2 separate regions of the Anas platyrhynchos genome follow, and region 1 is linked to region 2. The links are chromatin contacts, called in public Hi-C maps. All regions are on one chromosome and are shown on one strand. Each heading gives the region's core, a stretch centred on a gene start, on an enhancer-like site or on the middle of the called end of the contact. The rest is flanking DNA. Distances are from core to core; before and after follow the strand shown. Region 1 holds the start of GLCCI1 (glucocorticoid induced 1). Region 2 overlaps GLCCI1 (glucocorticoid induced 1).

Evidence for each region. A called contact is a pair of places that touch in the nucleus more often than the background predicts.
Region 1: a Hi-C map of subcutaneous adipose tissue shows a contact between it and region 2, with 2.1 times the contacts expected there. The contact joins the promoter of GLCCI1 here to the enhancer-like site in region 2. A contact is called at or near these places in 3 of 8 Hi-C or Micro-C datasets (skeletal muscle and subcutaneous adipose tissue).

The regions. Positions count from the first base shown.
Region 1 is chr2:132,798,926-132,801,625 of IASCAAS_PekinDuck_T2T, reverse strand. It overlaps GLCCI1 (glucocorticoid induced 1), which reads left to right and starts at 1,400. Exons shown (of 8, transcript XM_038173703.2): 1 at 1,400-2,264. The coding sequence starts at 1,811.
Region 2 is chr2:132,754,053-132,757,083 of IASCAAS_PekinDuck_T2T, reverse strand. The region is part of intron 5 of GLCCI1 (glucocorticoid induced 1); the gene reads left to right. Among named protein-coding and RNA genes, the nearest start is that of GLCCI1, 45 kb to the left of the region's middle. Within about 2 kb of position 1,658, at least 2 of the 8 cell types and tissues checked have an H3K27ac peak or open chromatin away from gene starts, as enhancers often do. A contact at or near this core is called in subcutaneous adipose tissue, where this site is marked.

The sequences.
Region 1 (2,700 bases), core at 151-2,650, 45 kb before region 2:
TGTGCTAGCAGAAGACTGGACTAATGGAAAAATATATGGTTGATGACTTTTCTTAAAATTAATTTATACAAGTGGCTCTGTTGCCTGAGCACACGTTCGTGTGGATGTGAGGTGTATTATTTCTACCCTTTCTGTAACATAACCGTGGTGACTGCATCACATGATGCTAGTGCAAACAAAGTCTCATTAGCAGCCCATGAATAGATGCATTTTCCTAGAATACAGTTTCGCATTAGGACTATCGACTGGTGCCTGGGCTACCAGAGGATAAGGATAGGTACAGACAGCTTTGGAAGTAGAGAATAAGGATGGTAGTCTTTAGTGTGGTAAAGACAATGATGAGTGTGTATTATATAATTGAAAACAGTACGTGGGATATCATTAATTCTGTGACACTATTACTTAATTACTGATTGACTCTAAAGCTATATCAAATAGACTATAACTTTTTAATCGTCACCCATTCTAATGATACCTCTCTTCTACGCCCTTTTTGTTCTCTTAAAGCCCTCATTTTAGGTCTGAGAGGCCATCGCACTAGGCTGGCTTCCTCCAAGAAGCAAGATTCACTGTGTTTCCCTTCCATTAACATCCTATTCACATCGAATTCAGCGTAAACACTGCTCTCTTGATGGACTCTGCTCATCTTCCTGATCTCATAGCCATTTATTTTTTCCTAGCTATTAAGCTACTCGTCTTAATCTTTATTTTCTTTCTGTCCCGTTGTCCTGTGTTACCAATTCATCTAGTGGGGGAACAAAAGCTCTTTCCTTAATGCTGCTGTGGAACTTATTTTCCCCTTCACTCCCTGAAAACTGTTTTTTGGTGTATGTTAGGAAAAAAAATAAGATTTCATGTAAACGTAACGCGAAATGAGACCACATTTAATTAGAACCTGAGGAATGCTTTCCAGCAGGAGCTGGCTGTGAGGGCTCAGCACACCCACACAGGCTCGACGTGAGCAAACTTTGTTGCAGGTAACTTAAGATCTGTTCCTGCAAGTGTGGGGAGCGGCGGAGCCCCCCGTAGCTCGGCTCTGCTCTCCACAGCTCGAATCGGGTCGGTTCCCCCTGGGCCCTGCCGAGCTGCCCACCGGGGGCTGCCCCCACACGCCGCGGGGTCCGCCATCTTTAACCCCCCCCCCCCCCCCGGGGACGGCGATGAAAGCTGCCCCCTCCCCTCCCCGCCCCCTCCCACCGCCCACTGCCAGCCTCCCCTCAGCGCCGCCACATCCCACTTCCCTCCGCCCGCCTTCCCCCCGCAGGCCCCGCCCCGCGCCTCGCCATTGGCTGAGAGAGAAGAGCGACGGCTCCTCCAGGCAATGGGACCGGCGCTGTGGCTGCGGCGCCGGCCAATGGGCGCGCGTGCTGCCCGCCCCTGCCCGTGGCGGCCGTGCGGCGGGGCGGCGCGGTGCCATTGGGCGGCGGGGCGGCGCGGGGAGCGGGTGGTGGTGGCCGCTGCTCCCGGGCGCCGGCGGGGGCAGGAGCTGGCCGCGGACGCGTCCCCACCCCCTCCCGCCTGGAGCCGTACGATGTGAGCGGCCGCGGGGCTCGGCAGCGCCCCCGGTGCCCACGACGCTGGGGCGGGCAGCGATGGCCGGAGCCCGGCGCGGGAGCAGCCGCCGTCGCCGATAGGAAGCGCCGGGGGCAGCCTGCGCGGAGCCTCCCTCGGGCCGCGGAGCGCCCGTCCCGTCCCGTGCAGCCCCGTCCCGTTCCCCCCCCCCTCCGACCCCTCCTCCCCCCGCACCCCGCGGCCGGTGCATGCGGGGCTCTGGGGACCCCCCTCGGTCCCCCCCCGCCGCCGCCCCGCCATGTCCTCGTCGTCCAGCTCCTCGCAGACGCCCCCGTCCCACCACCAGCCCCCGGCGCAGAGGATGAGGCGCGGCGCCGCCGGCTCCCCCACCGCCGCCAGCGGCACGGCCGGGGGCGGCCCCGGTAACGGCGGCGGCGGCTGCGGGGGGTGCGCGGCGGGGCCCGGCCGGCTGCTGCAGCCCATCCGAGCCACCGTGCCCTACCAGCTGCTGCGGGGCGGCCAGCGCAGCCCGACCCGCTCCCCCTCCGCCTCGGCGGGCAGCGGCACCGGCCCGGGGGGGGGCCGAGGCGGCGGTGGCAGCGGCAGCCCCCCCCCGGCGCCCAGCGCCACGCCGCCGCTGGAGCCGGGCAGGGCGAAGGGGCGGCAGCGGCGCTCGCCCGACAGCGGCGGCAGCAGCAGCAGGAGGAGCAGCTCCCCGGAGAGGCGCAGCCCCAGCTCCCCGGTGTACCGAGGTAACGCGGGGGGGAGGCAGGGAAAGAGCCTCGTCCCGCACCCCCATACGTCCCCCCCCGACCGTGGGAGGGGGGTGCGAGATCCCAAATGTCACCCCACAGCCCTGGAGAGACACCCGAGGGGGGTGGGACAGCCCCTGTCCCCGCTGTGTCCCCCTCCCCAGAGCCGGGCTGTGGGGGTAGGGGCACGGGCAGACCCCAGGTGTGGTGCCCAGGGGCTCAGATGGGTGCCAAAGCAAACCCCGTGCGCTCTGTGCTGCTGTGGGGTTTGCTTTCTGAAGGACTTGCTTCCCTCCCCCTCCCCTTCTTTTTTTTTTTTTTTTAAAGTCTTAAGGTTAAAATTATGTAATGTTTTCAAACACAGCCTCTAAAACAAAACCAAAAAAAAAATATCCCATCTTGAAGTGCTTAAAAGCAAATAACGCCGCCTGCCTCC
Region 2 (3,031 bases), core at 409-2,908:
TTTGCATTTGCACCCTGTCTAATGCACTGATGACTGCATTTATGCTAGAAGGCAGAACCACTTTCCCATATCTACCTTTGTTCCAGTTTAGAGAATAGTTTCTATATCAGAAGCATTGAATACTCTGCTCTGAAGAAGTTGCCTCCCAAATAGATGACGGGCTTGTGAAGAACAGATTATTTTTAAGGCTCCCACTGGTATATTATAGTAGCATTCCTGATGCTACTATGGAGGGTGGCTTTAATTTTTTCAAGCAAAAATATTGATACTGGAAAAAAAAGTGAATTTTAACAGTGTATTAAGAAATGCATGCTGTTGTCAAATCGATGGTTTCCATACCTTTGCAGGGAGTTATGAGGATAGTATATAATGTCCAAGAACGTACTGTCCCATAGTGGTTGACTGGTGTCTTGTCGGAATGCATTTGGCATAAAGTTAGTACATGACTGGAGTCTTTTACAAAAAAAAATACAGTATACAGAATGCAGTAATTTCCAGTCATTTTCCATGCATTGAGCATTATGAAAACTAATAACAGCTGTACTGAATTAGCTACCCTATTTCTTGTGCTTTAATGTTGTGAGGGCTTCAGTTTTTAGAATAGTTTAGGAATGACTCATGGAAAGTAACCAGTATTTTTTTTTATGTTGATCAGGTTTGATTCATAAGTTTTAAGAAGTGGAATAGTATCTAGCTGATATTTTCATGAAGGGTTTTGCTCTTGTCAAAACCTGGATTCAGTGTGAAGGGGAAGAAATATACAGAAGCACAATAATCTGAAGTACTTGTAGGTGCTTTCTATGTATTAAGTTATTCTACTTGGAAAGAGTGATAAATAGTCAGCTTTTTCCACTTGTATATAGAGGCATACTTGAAAATACAGATTACTTTCTATACCTTAAGTTTTAATTCAGTGGAGGCTGAAGTAAGTGATTTGGAATATACTTCCTGACTACATAAGACCACGCTGTTTCTACAGGTGTTGAAGAACATCTGTGTTATACTGAAGTCCTGAATTATGTGCTTACCTTTTTTTTTTTTTCCTGCCTGGAATCCTTGGTTTACCTGTTATGTAGAGTGTGTGCACTTAATGAGTAGCTGTTCAATGTTTTTTTCTCCCTGTTAGATGTGTCCTAATGCTCACTATTAAACCTTGCTTTGAAGTCAAAAATCTATATTTCTTCCTGGGTTTTTGTTTCTATGTAATAGTGTCTCTGAAATATCGTTCTCTTCTCATCTCACCTGTGTGAGAAGGATGATATCTGCACTTTATGGATGGAGAAACACAAATCCATCAGGCTTCTTCTATAATGTGATTCTTCAGGTAATTCAGGGTACTGAATGTCATTTTCAGAGTTTAAAGTGCAGCTCCCGTGGTTTCCTTCCTCATCTGTGAATGAGGAAGGCTTTTGCAGACCCGGTCCTATACAGACTGGGCTCCCATAAAAGAGAAGGGTTGCTTCAGATGACTTCCTGGCATCTTGTAAAATTTTTGTGAGAGACAGAGATAGAATACTGTTCTACATGGCAGTTATTTTTTGGTTATGTTAATTGCAAGACTGTTTCCTTTCTACAGCTTCAGTCTTGTTTTCTACCTCTCCTCGGTCTGTGTAACAAATGATATAATGCTTTAGGTCTATCTTGTGCATTGAATGAGTCATGGCCTGTTGGGGGTGATGGGAAGAGCAACACGTAGTCGTGTTGTAACGCATATGCAATGTGAGCAGAACTGTTGGAACAGACTACACAGCCTTGTCCAAACTTCTGAGCACTTGATGTAGCAACTGTAATGTTCTCTTTATAGCGTGTTACTTTGCTTTTAAATGAAATGTGAAATGCTGTTAACTGGAAGGCTCATAAGAAGGGAAGGCTCCTCTGACTTTACTGTGTCTGCCTCTTTGTGTAGTATGGGGTGGTTTTCTGGACAGACTATTGCTGAAGAGAGGAGAATGTGATACTTGGACAGTGTACTCTTGTGAAATATTTGGGCTGAATTTTAAGCTCTAGAATGGGCTGTTCTGATTTTGGCATGAATGGAAAAAAAAGAAAACAATAAAATAAAAATCTTCACTTGATGTGAAAAGGAAAAAAGGATTCTTGCAGCTAGAACACTTAATCTGTTCTCTATGGCTTGAATAAAATCCTCACTGAAGTGAGGATAAAACTATTATTTTAAATCTTGGAGGTATTTTTACTCCTTCACTTTTAACTGGAACTCTAATACTCTTTCTTTCAAAAAAAAAAAAAAAAAAAGTAGTGCTGTCTTCATGATAAAACTAATTTTCCCACAGGGAGCAAGAAGTAGGGTGTACCAACCTACTACAGTGAACATGTCTGTGCAGTATGTTGCAGACTAGGATGCAAGATCACTCTTGCCAGTGCCAACTAGACTGCTGTGAGCAGGCACTGCTTGCTATCTTAGGTTCAGAACAAAGCTGGTGAACCTTATATAAGCTTGTACTTCTGCTTAGTTCTCAATTTATCAGAGGTTGCCTACGAAAGTGAAGGATGAAGAGTACAGGTGTGTTAGAGGATTACTGCCTACTAGCAAAGCTTGAATAGTTTAATTTGTAACAGTAATTCAGTTTGTTATGGCAATAACATGCTGTTGTATTTTGTTTTCTGCTTTTTGTTTTTTCCAAATGTGGTATCAGAGTACTTGTTTTTGCTTTGTAACAAGTGACCTGTATTGAAGATTGTACTACTAAGTACAATTACGTACAAGGCCTATTTGTCAAGTGTGTGTGAGGGAAGTTGCTTCCTGAAATACCTGTTTTAGCATTTTTCTGATAACACTACTGTGTGTAGATAAATATTGAAGTGTGTTCTATTGTTAACTTTGCATAAGAGGATATAGTTGGCTGGGAACATCTGCATATGATCCCAGCATTGAGCATAATTTATGATAGTTGTGTCCGTTTTACATTACATTAATGTTCTTTCAAACCTGATTTGTTTGCTGTTCTTAAGGCCTTGCCTTATTGCTTCAGCTATGAGTGCTGCAGGCTGACATTACTTGGAAGTTGGATCT